Linked DNA regions of Oryctolagus cuniculus: all the other regions are linked to region 1. A link is a contact called in public Hi-C and Micro-C data. All regions are on one chromosome and are shown on one strand. Each heading gives the region's core, a stretch centred on a gene start, on an enhancer-like site or on the middle of the called end of the contact. The rest is flanking DNA. Distances are from core to core; before and after follow the strand shown.

Region 1 (3,101 bases), core at 529-3,028:
CTGGCTTCAGCCTGGCCCAGCTATTATAGCCATTTGGGGAGTGAACCAGCAGATAGAAGATCTGTCTCTCCCTTTCTCTCTCTAACTCTGGCTTTCAAGTATATTTAAAAAAGAAAAGAAAAGAAAAATCAAAGTTAGGCTCCACTTAAATTCTGCCCCCTAAAGACCTCCCTTATCCTAGCTAAGGATCCCATTAATCCCAAAAGAAATGGTTCCCCCAACTTCACTTTGGTTGGCTTGCTCCCCAGAACGTTCATGGCTGCTTTAAAGAGGCTCAGTATGGGGAGAAGATAAAGAAAAAAAAAAGGTGCAGTTAAGTGGTAATAGTTAACATAGATACAGCGTGTGCTCATAGCCTAGTCGCCTAGGGCCTTAGAAGGCACCCTTTTCAAGTGAGGGGTCCTCGGTCCAAGCTTCTGGCCTCTTGATTAACCCTTCTCTGCATTCTGACCACGGCCATACTTCCAAGTCTGAGCTGAGCACAAGGGCTTCTTTTCACCTTTAGGACATGGGTTAGGAGCTCTTGAAATAGAGCTGGACTCTGAGTTTCTACTCTGGCCCTGGTGCTCGTAAGCTTATGGCACTCAAAACACATTACTTACATTACTTACAAGCTCAGGTTTTCTCATCTGTGAAATGGGCACAAGTCATGTTAAGATAAAAGGAATTGGCCAGCGCCGGGGCTCACTAGGCTAATCCTCCTCCTGCGGCGCCAGCACCCCAGATTCTAGTCCCGGTTGGGGTTCCGGTTCTGTCCTGGTTGCTCCTCTTCCAGTACAGCTCTCTGCTGTGGCCCAGGAGGGCAGTGAAGGATGGTCCAAGTGCTTGGGCCCTGCACCGGCATGGGAGACCAGGAGGAAGCACCTGGCTCCTGGCTTCTGATTGGCGCAGTGCGCCAGCCACAATGCTCCCACTGCAGCAGCCACGTGGCCGGGGGGGGGGGGGGGGGGTGTGAACCAACAGAAAAAGGAAGACCTGTCTCTCTCTCTCTCTCTCTCTCTCTCTCTCTCTCACTGTCCACTCTGCCTGTCAAAAAAAATTTTTTTTAAAAAGATAAAAGGAATTAACAAATGCAGAGTGCTGGTTCATAGAGCGACTCCATATCTGATAGCTATTAGTAGGATAGTACTCGTGTTGCTGGTATATGTCTCTTCACACACCACAGTATAAACCCCAAGGAGCAGGCCCAGAAGAGATGGCTCTATTCTTTAAATGGGCCTGCAGGTGGGAAGAAAACAGAAGAAAGAGGCAAGGATAAACGGACTGTATTTTCAGGTAACACTCACGTCGCCAAATAACATTTAAGCAATGGGAGCCATAAAGAAACACCTTGGGCCATAACCGCAGGAAGGCGCGTGACAGACCCAAAGCGGGGAAAAATCTAAATAGCAGGAACAACAGGGCCGGCGTCCTTGTGCTCCTAGATGAGAATAAATGATTTGAAAAGAAAACTCCCAGCAGCACGGAACAGGGGAGTGAGGGCGTGGAAGAAACTCAGGTTTCGGAACCGTCTCGGCCAGGCAAGGCCAAGGCCCCAGTCCCCGGGAGCTTGGGAACAAGCTGCCCACGCCGGCCCGGGTGCTGCGGGCGCTGCGCCCCCCGGGGGGCGGGTGCTCGCGGCTCCCACCGAGCGAACGCTCGGGATCCGCCGCGGAGCCGCCCAGCAACGCGGGTGCAAGGACGCGGAGCGCAGGCTGGCGGCGCTGTGGCCTCGGCGCGGGGACGGAGGGGCCCCGCCGGACCCGCCTCTTTCCCCTCCCCTGCCGCCCGCCCCCCAACGCGTCGTGTCGCCGGGAAGCCGGGCGGAGGCAGAACGATCGGGCAGCACGGCGCTCGGGCCGCAGTCCTCCCAGCACGCGGGGCAGAGCCAGCTGGCGCCCCCGGGAGCGCGGAGCGGCGACCCTCCCGCCGCCTTTGTCCGCGCGAGCCGCGCGGCCGGAGCAGGAACGCGCTCCCGCCGCTGTCGGTGACAGCTCCACCCTCCCTCCCTCCACCCTCCGGGGCGGAGGGGCGGTCGGGCCGGGCCCTGATCGCCCGCGCCTGCAGGTCTGCGCGCGAGGACCGATGCCCCCGCAGCAGGGGGACCCCGCGTTCTCCGGCCGCTGCGAGGCGCCGCCCGTGCCGCCTCGCCGGGAGCGCGGAGGACGAGGGGCGCGCGGGCCCGGGGCGCCGGGGGGCCGGGGGCGCGCGGGCGGCGCGGAGGGGCGCGGCGTCAAGTGCGTGCTGGTCGGCGACGGCGCGGTGGGCAAGACCAGCTTGGTGGTGAGCTACACCACCAACGGCTACCCCACCGAGTACATCCCCACCGCCTTCGACAACTTCTCGGGTGAGCCACGGCGCGCGGGGCGGGCGGGGGCGGGGGGAGCGTGGGAGGGGGGAGCCCGCAAGTGCGGGGCGCAGGCTGGGGACTCCGAGCCAGCTGGAGTTGGCCGCGGAGGGACGAGGAGCCCCGAAACCGGGGCTTGGGGAGGCGCAGGCAGGCGGGGCAGGGAGTCGGAGTCGGTGCCTGAAGAGATCGCTCAGTTCAGTAACCCGGGGACGGACCGAGTGGAACAGGTGGAGTTCAGGTGCTAGTCTGCCACGCAGAGGAGTTGCGTCAGGTCGACGTTGCTGACGCCACTGTCCCATGTCTTGGGCAAGGTGACGCACAGGTGCCTCTGCCTTTTTACCTGGGGCTGCGTCCCTCGCTGGGGGCTCAGCTGCACGCGGGGGGGCCGCATCTCCAGGCTTTAAAGGGCCGCCCTGGTGGCCCTGGAGGCGGCTGAGATTTGCGCTAACCCTGGGGCGTGAACAGCCTTTCTCTTCCCAGCCGGTTGGCTGTTCCAGCTGGCTGGTAACTTCAGGAGCTCTCTTCAAGCTACTGAAGACCCCTGGGTACGGGCTGCCCCGTCGTTTGGTGTGGGTGATTGAACGCTAAACCATCCCCTTGATGTTGGTTTTTCAGATCTTCTTGAATTCTAAAAAAAAAAAAAAAAAAAAAAAAGTTAAAAATGACAGAAGCCAGTGGGGGGGGGCACTGTCTTAAAAATATACCCCCGTTCACCCACCCCAAGTTCCTGATGGGCAGGTCCTGGTGCCTCCCTTCTTCAAGATACCCTAGA
Region 2 (2,700 bases), core at 42-2,541, 150 kb after region 1:
CATGGAGATTCTTCAACTTCAGAAGACAGACCCTAATAGGTGGTGGCCATGGAAGGCAACTGCCGATGTCTCCTAGAACCTAGAAGGAGCCCAAGAAGAAGGGGAGAGGCTTGGGGTTGAGCATGAGTGAGATTGTTTGAGTTCTGGAATGAGTGCTATTCTAGAAACTACACCTCTGTGTGTATGTCTGTGTTCCTACTTGCTGATTTATCTACCCAACTCTTTTATCTAGCTATCATTTATTTAGCCATTATCTATCGATCACCCATCATCTATCTATTATCAGCTATCTTTGATCTGGGTTGGATGCTGAAGATTTAGCTGTTTAGGATGTAGAAGTAAAAAGTCCATTAGACTTGGCCATGGATGCTGATATGTCCTCTCTCACTGGAACCAACCAGTTGGTGAGGGATTTGGGAACCCTTTTGCAATGTAGCAAATAGGCCCAAACCTTAACTTATGGAGGCATCCTGTGTCTTAGGGATAATTCTCAACCCAAAGGGGCTCTTGGAAAAAGCGAGCAAAAAAAGGATTGCTTCTGAAAACCAGAAATCCCTGCACCCTAGTCCTGGCATGAAGCTAGCAGTATATGGCAAGGTGCCCACAGCTGGGCTTTTCCTGGTCTCTTTTTTCACATACCACAGGCAGCCATTGCTACAAGGGAGCCTCAGCTGGCACCACTCCACTGGTCATTTAGTCCCAGTCCTCGTGAGTCAACCAGAACACTCTGCCAGTGGCCATTGTTCTGCTGTGCAGTTTTATCTGGAGCGATGCCATGGACTCTATGCTGATTTTTTTCCCTTGCAGGAAAAAAAACTCTCTACATGCCAAATATGGACAGAGTTCATTGGAGGTAGTCACAAAGCCAGACTAAGCGAACTAGTGCAGCTAACACAAAAGCCAATCCAAACACCGAGCCACTATAAGTACAGGAAATTTTGTTAAAAGGGAAAGATGTAGAAGGAAAAGAGGAGGAGGAAGTGTGCAGTTTGGAGTCCTGTTGCAGGCTCTGTCCTAGCAATTCTCAGAGTGGGTGGGCTCCATGGGTACACTGGGGCTTTGGGTACTAAATCTTCCCCACCATTCCCCAATGATAGTGGACATCAGTGGTTGTTTCCTCAGTGCTTTCCTTTCCTTAACCTGGAACCTGAAAAAGTCAACCCTTCCTTTCCCAGACCCAGAGAAGACCAAGGCTTCAGATGTGGTCAGCTTTTGTCAACCCCTAAAAGGTTGACTTCCAAATGGAGCTAAGAGAGAGACGAGGCAGGGCTGGAGGCCTCCAGCTCTGGAGGTGCCAGATGTCACGGAGAGATCTTGGCTCTACAGTGAGCAGCTGCAGGAACAGTGGGCTGGCTTCTCAGAGCCAGCTGGCTATCATCTGGAGCCCTGGAGCCTGCAATCCTCCCAGCAGGCAGCCTCCCCAGGGTAGCAGGAGCTGTGGTGACCTTGGCAACCAGTTTCGGAATGTGGTTTTGGGTGTCATTCCTAGAAACTTAGCTTTGAGTCGGCTTCCTTGGCTATCCTGGTGATTCTGTGAACCATGTAAAGCCTAGGCAAATCCTTCTCTGATTATAGCAGCAAAGATGTATCATTTCCTATGCAACTCAACACTGATTAATTGGAGTACAAAGCTGATTGCCATATTCACCCTGCAATGAATAGGATGACAGGAGCCCCGAGGTAATCTTGGTGAATTGATGCCTTTAAGCAGAATAGCAATGATAAATGGAGGAGTAGGAAGGGATAGAGGGAGATTGGATAATGGATCAGTTTGAAGAAATAAGTTCCTGGGGTCACAAAACACAGTGGGGTGACTGTGGTTCACAATAACCTTGTATTATGAGCAAAGAGAAGAGAGGAACGCCAAGGCCCCAGTATTGGCAAAGAGGAGGAAATGTTGATGACCCTGATTTGATCAGTGCCCATTGTATATGCATATTGAAACATCACACTGTGTCCCATTAATAAGTATAACTATTAGTAAAAGAATGTCAAGGAGATTTTCCCAGCTTTCCAATCTTCCCACATCAGAAATCTTCACCAACCCCAGTATGTATCTTCTATGATATTTAAGGGAAATTCATCCCCATATTTTAAACTATGCCACACTGAACTAGGAATACCTGGTCAAGATAGAATTATCTTTAGAGGGGGTGGTATTGGGGTCTGGACACTGGTGTCCATGGAGACAGACAACCCTTTTTGTTAACATCATGCTGTGAATATTTGGCTCCCCAGTTGCAAGAGTTTAGCCCTCAAAGTCTTATGTTAACAGCACTAGGAAGATAGACACTTAATTCAGCTATGGTGTTTAAAGGTTCAGCCTTTGGGAAGTGGTTGGACTGAATTAGGTTGCTAGGGTACAACCCTCATGACTGAATCGTGACAGCTTTATAAGGAGAGGAAAGGAGACCCCATGTAGAGATATGCGTGATCCCCGACTCTTATTATGTCAGAGCCACCCTAGCTCTGCTAGCAAGAAAATACCACTAGAGGCTGAACGAATGGGGCCCATCCAGTCTTGGACTGTGAATCTCCAGAACTATTTGTCAAAATAAATTTCTTTTCTTCACAAAGTTAGCCTCCCTCAAGCATTTCATTATATATAGTAAGGCAAAGTTGATGCAGGTTCTTAATGCCCAGCAAACAGTCTTGGAAAGGATTCTGCCAAAGCCGCTTCCTATGCATTGTACTCGGGTC
Region 3 (2,791 bases), core at 126-2,625, 220 kb after region 1:
ATGGATGGTATCTAATTCTTAAATGAACACAATCATAGAAGCATATATAGATATACAGAAAACATTAAAAATAATTTTTGAGTGTTTACCATGTGCCAATAAAATTATTCCATATATTTTTTTAAAAAAGATTTATTTATTTATTTGAGAGGCAGAGGTAGAGAAAGTCTTCCATCTGCTGGTTCACTCCCCAAATGGCTGTAATGGCTGGAGCTGCGCTGATCCGAAGCCAGGAGCCAGGAGCTTCTTCCAGGTTTCCCACAAAGGTGCAGGGGCCCAAGGACTTGGGCCATTTTCCACTGCTTTCCCAGGCCACAAGTAGAGATCTGGATCAGAAGTGGAGCAGCCAGGACTCAAACCAGTGTCCATATGGGATGCTGGTACCGCAGGCAGCTGCTTTACCTGCTACATCACAGTGCCGGCCCCCCCATACACTCTGCAGCCATCCTACCAGATAATACTGGATCAACTGTGGAAAATGGAGCACAGAGATGTAAAGTGACCTGCCCAACCTTGCAGAGCTAGCAATTAGTGGAGCAGGAACTGACATGGTAAGCAAAGACCAGGTGGGAGAGAGATTCTGTTACTTAAGTCACAAGTAGTACTGCCTCCTGCCTGGGTGAAACCGATCATGTTTCCCAGGAGTGATAAGGCACTCTGGTCTGTTGCTTTCTCTTTATTCTTATTCCCCTGGTAACCAAAACAAATCAATGAACAAGGCGGTCAAGTTAAGGTCATTTGCCTCTGCCCATAATGAAGACTAAGCCCAACCAACTTCCCTCCCAAAAGTGGCACATTTTCCCCTGTACCAGGTTGCCACAGAGAGAGGGACACAAGCGAAGACCCAATTTGGGGCAGGCCACAATGCAAATTAGCCCAGGTTACAGAAACATCTGAATCACTTCTCAGATCCTGTTTTCCACCTATTCCATCGTAGTAAGGTTGCCATTTGCATAACAGAAGTAAGTGCATTGAGAGGCAACCTTAACTACAGCTGACCTGGCTGTGGCTCTTGGTCCTAAAGCCTGCTGTTGCAGGGAATGTAAGAGATTCAAGAGAAATAACCCAGTAGCACCTGGTGCCAATAGTGGGGGTTCCTTACTTTTAGAGAGCATTAAACATAGAAGTCTCCACTCCAACTACAGGGAGGATTTGATGACGTGGAGGTAAGAGGGGCTGGGGGAGCAAGTTTCAACCTCGGAACAGACCATGTCCTAGGGTCCTGGCAGGACCACAGCCCTCACACATCACCTGCAGGTGACCGGCTGGCAATGCCCCACCCCCACCCCACCCCCGCCCTGGTATTACACAAGAGCAGAGTTAAACTGGCAGCAGACTGGAGCACTGAAGTGCCAGGGACATTCTGTGAACAAAGCACAAAGGGTAGAAGGAAGAACAAACTACGCTTGTCCACCATTCACACAGAGCTGTGTTGTGTTTATCCAACATCACAGGGTTCGTTTCATTCAAAAGCCCCTTTCATCACCACCGCTGTCAGTCCAGTCTTTCCCCGGATGATCAGCACCTGAGCTCCACTGTGGCGCATGGATTCTGTGGCTCCACTGAAAACCCACCTGCTGGGATCTGTGCGGGAGGGGTGGACAGCGTACCTGGTGATATCCCACCCTTCAAGGAATCACTCCCTCCTGCTTGTCGCGGCAGAGCCGGAAGGACTTCCAGAGACCTGCTGGAAGGCCGATGTCTGGGGCTCTATGTTCACTGATTTATGGGAGACTTTCAGGGCCGGGATGACACCGTCCTCCTGCCTAGTTTGTTTCCATGGCACTCTGAGCTGGCATCAAGGGCTCCCAAGGCCCATGGACCCGTCTGCCCTGCAGCCTGTACCCCCCACCCGATCCAGACCTCTCCCCAGCTCACGCAGCCCTGGAGCCTCCAACCTCCCCCCCCCCCCCATCAGCTAATCCGCAGAGCAGCGTCCTCTCTCTGTGACGCTCCCTCAGCTAAAAAACTCACAGAACTTAGGAAAGCAAGGATTGGGGCTACCATTGTGGCACAGTGGGTAGCAGCTGCCAGGGACTCCCGCATCCCCTATCACAGTGCCCATCAGAGTCCTGGACTCCCGCATCCCCTATCACAGTGCCCATCAGAGTCCTGGACTCCCGCATCCCATATCACAGTGCCCATCAGAGTCCTGGCCGCTCTGCTTCCAACCCAACTCCCTACTAATGAGTCTGTAATAGCAGCGGAGGTCAGCTTGGGCCCCTGCCAGCTGCATGGGAGACCCCAATAGAGTTCCAGGCTCCTGGCTTCAGCTTGCCCCGCCCTGGCTGTTAAAGCCATTTGGGGAGTGATCAGCAGGTGGACAATTCTCTCTCTCCCTCTTTCTCTCTCTCCGTCTCTCCCTCTCTGTCTCTCCCTCCCTCTCTCTTTGATTCTGCCTTTCAAATAAATAAATAAATCTAATAAAGAATCATTGAAAAATAATTTATCCTTATCTCATGCTAATGCTAAACTTCCAAATAAACACCTGCTACTGTAAACAGAATAATTACCAAATCACCAAAATGCCTAAGTTCTCTTCTAAACAAATTCTACCACACCACTTTTCTTGCTGGGCTCAAAGAACTTCCCATTTGCCGAAGGCTTCTGAGTGCTCATCATTTCCACCCTTCCCCTACCTATTAGACCAAACCTTTGAAGCCCACTGCCTCTTGCAAAAAAGAAGACGTGAAAACCACAGCACACTAGACAGTCTGATTATTGTTGAGGGGCGTCGCAGGACTCACTCTCCACTTGGTAGTTCTATCACAAACACACAAAGCAAGCAGAA

The links. A called contact is a pair of places that touch in the nucleus more often than the background predicts.
Region 2: a Hi-C map of skin fibroblasts shows a contact between it and region 1, with 5 times the contacts expected there. The contact joins the enhancer-like site here to the promoter of RHOU in region 1. A contact is called at or near these places in 5 of 6 Hi-C or Micro-C datasets (ear pinna, liver, psoas muscle and 2 more).
Region 3: a Micro-C map of ear pinna shows a contact between it and region 1, with 15 times the contacts expected there. The contact joins the enhancer-like site here to the promoter of RHOU in region 1. A contact is called at or near these places in 3 of 6 Hi-C or Micro-C datasets (ear pinna, psoas muscle and an unstated tissue).

Annotation. Positions count from the first base shown.
Region 1 is chr13:90,606,078-90,609,178 of mOryCun1.1, reverse strand. It overlaps RHOU (ras homolog family member U), which reads left to right and starts at 1,778. Exons shown (of 3, transcript XM_008251049.3): 1 at 1,778-2,326. The coding sequence starts at 2,065.
Region 2 is chr13:90,455,117-90,457,816 of mOryCun1.1, reverse strand. No RefSeq gene overlaps it. Among named protein-coding and RNA genes, the nearest start is that of RHOU, 150 kb to the left of the region's middle. Within about 2 kb of position 1,291, at least 2 of the 8 cell types and tissues checked have an H3K27ac peak or open chromatin away from gene starts, as enhancers often do.
Region 3 is chr13:90,390,620-90,393,410 of mOryCun1.1, reverse strand. LOC103345811 (2-iminobutanoate/2-iminopropanoate deaminase) reads right to left here. Exons shown (of 4, transcript XR_011381659.1): 4 at 1,922-2,791. Among named protein-coding and RNA genes, the nearest start is that of NUP133, 110 kb to the right of the region's middle. Within about 2 kb of position 1,375, at least 1 of the 8 cell types and tissues checked has an H3K27ac peak or open chromatin away from gene starts, as enhancers often do.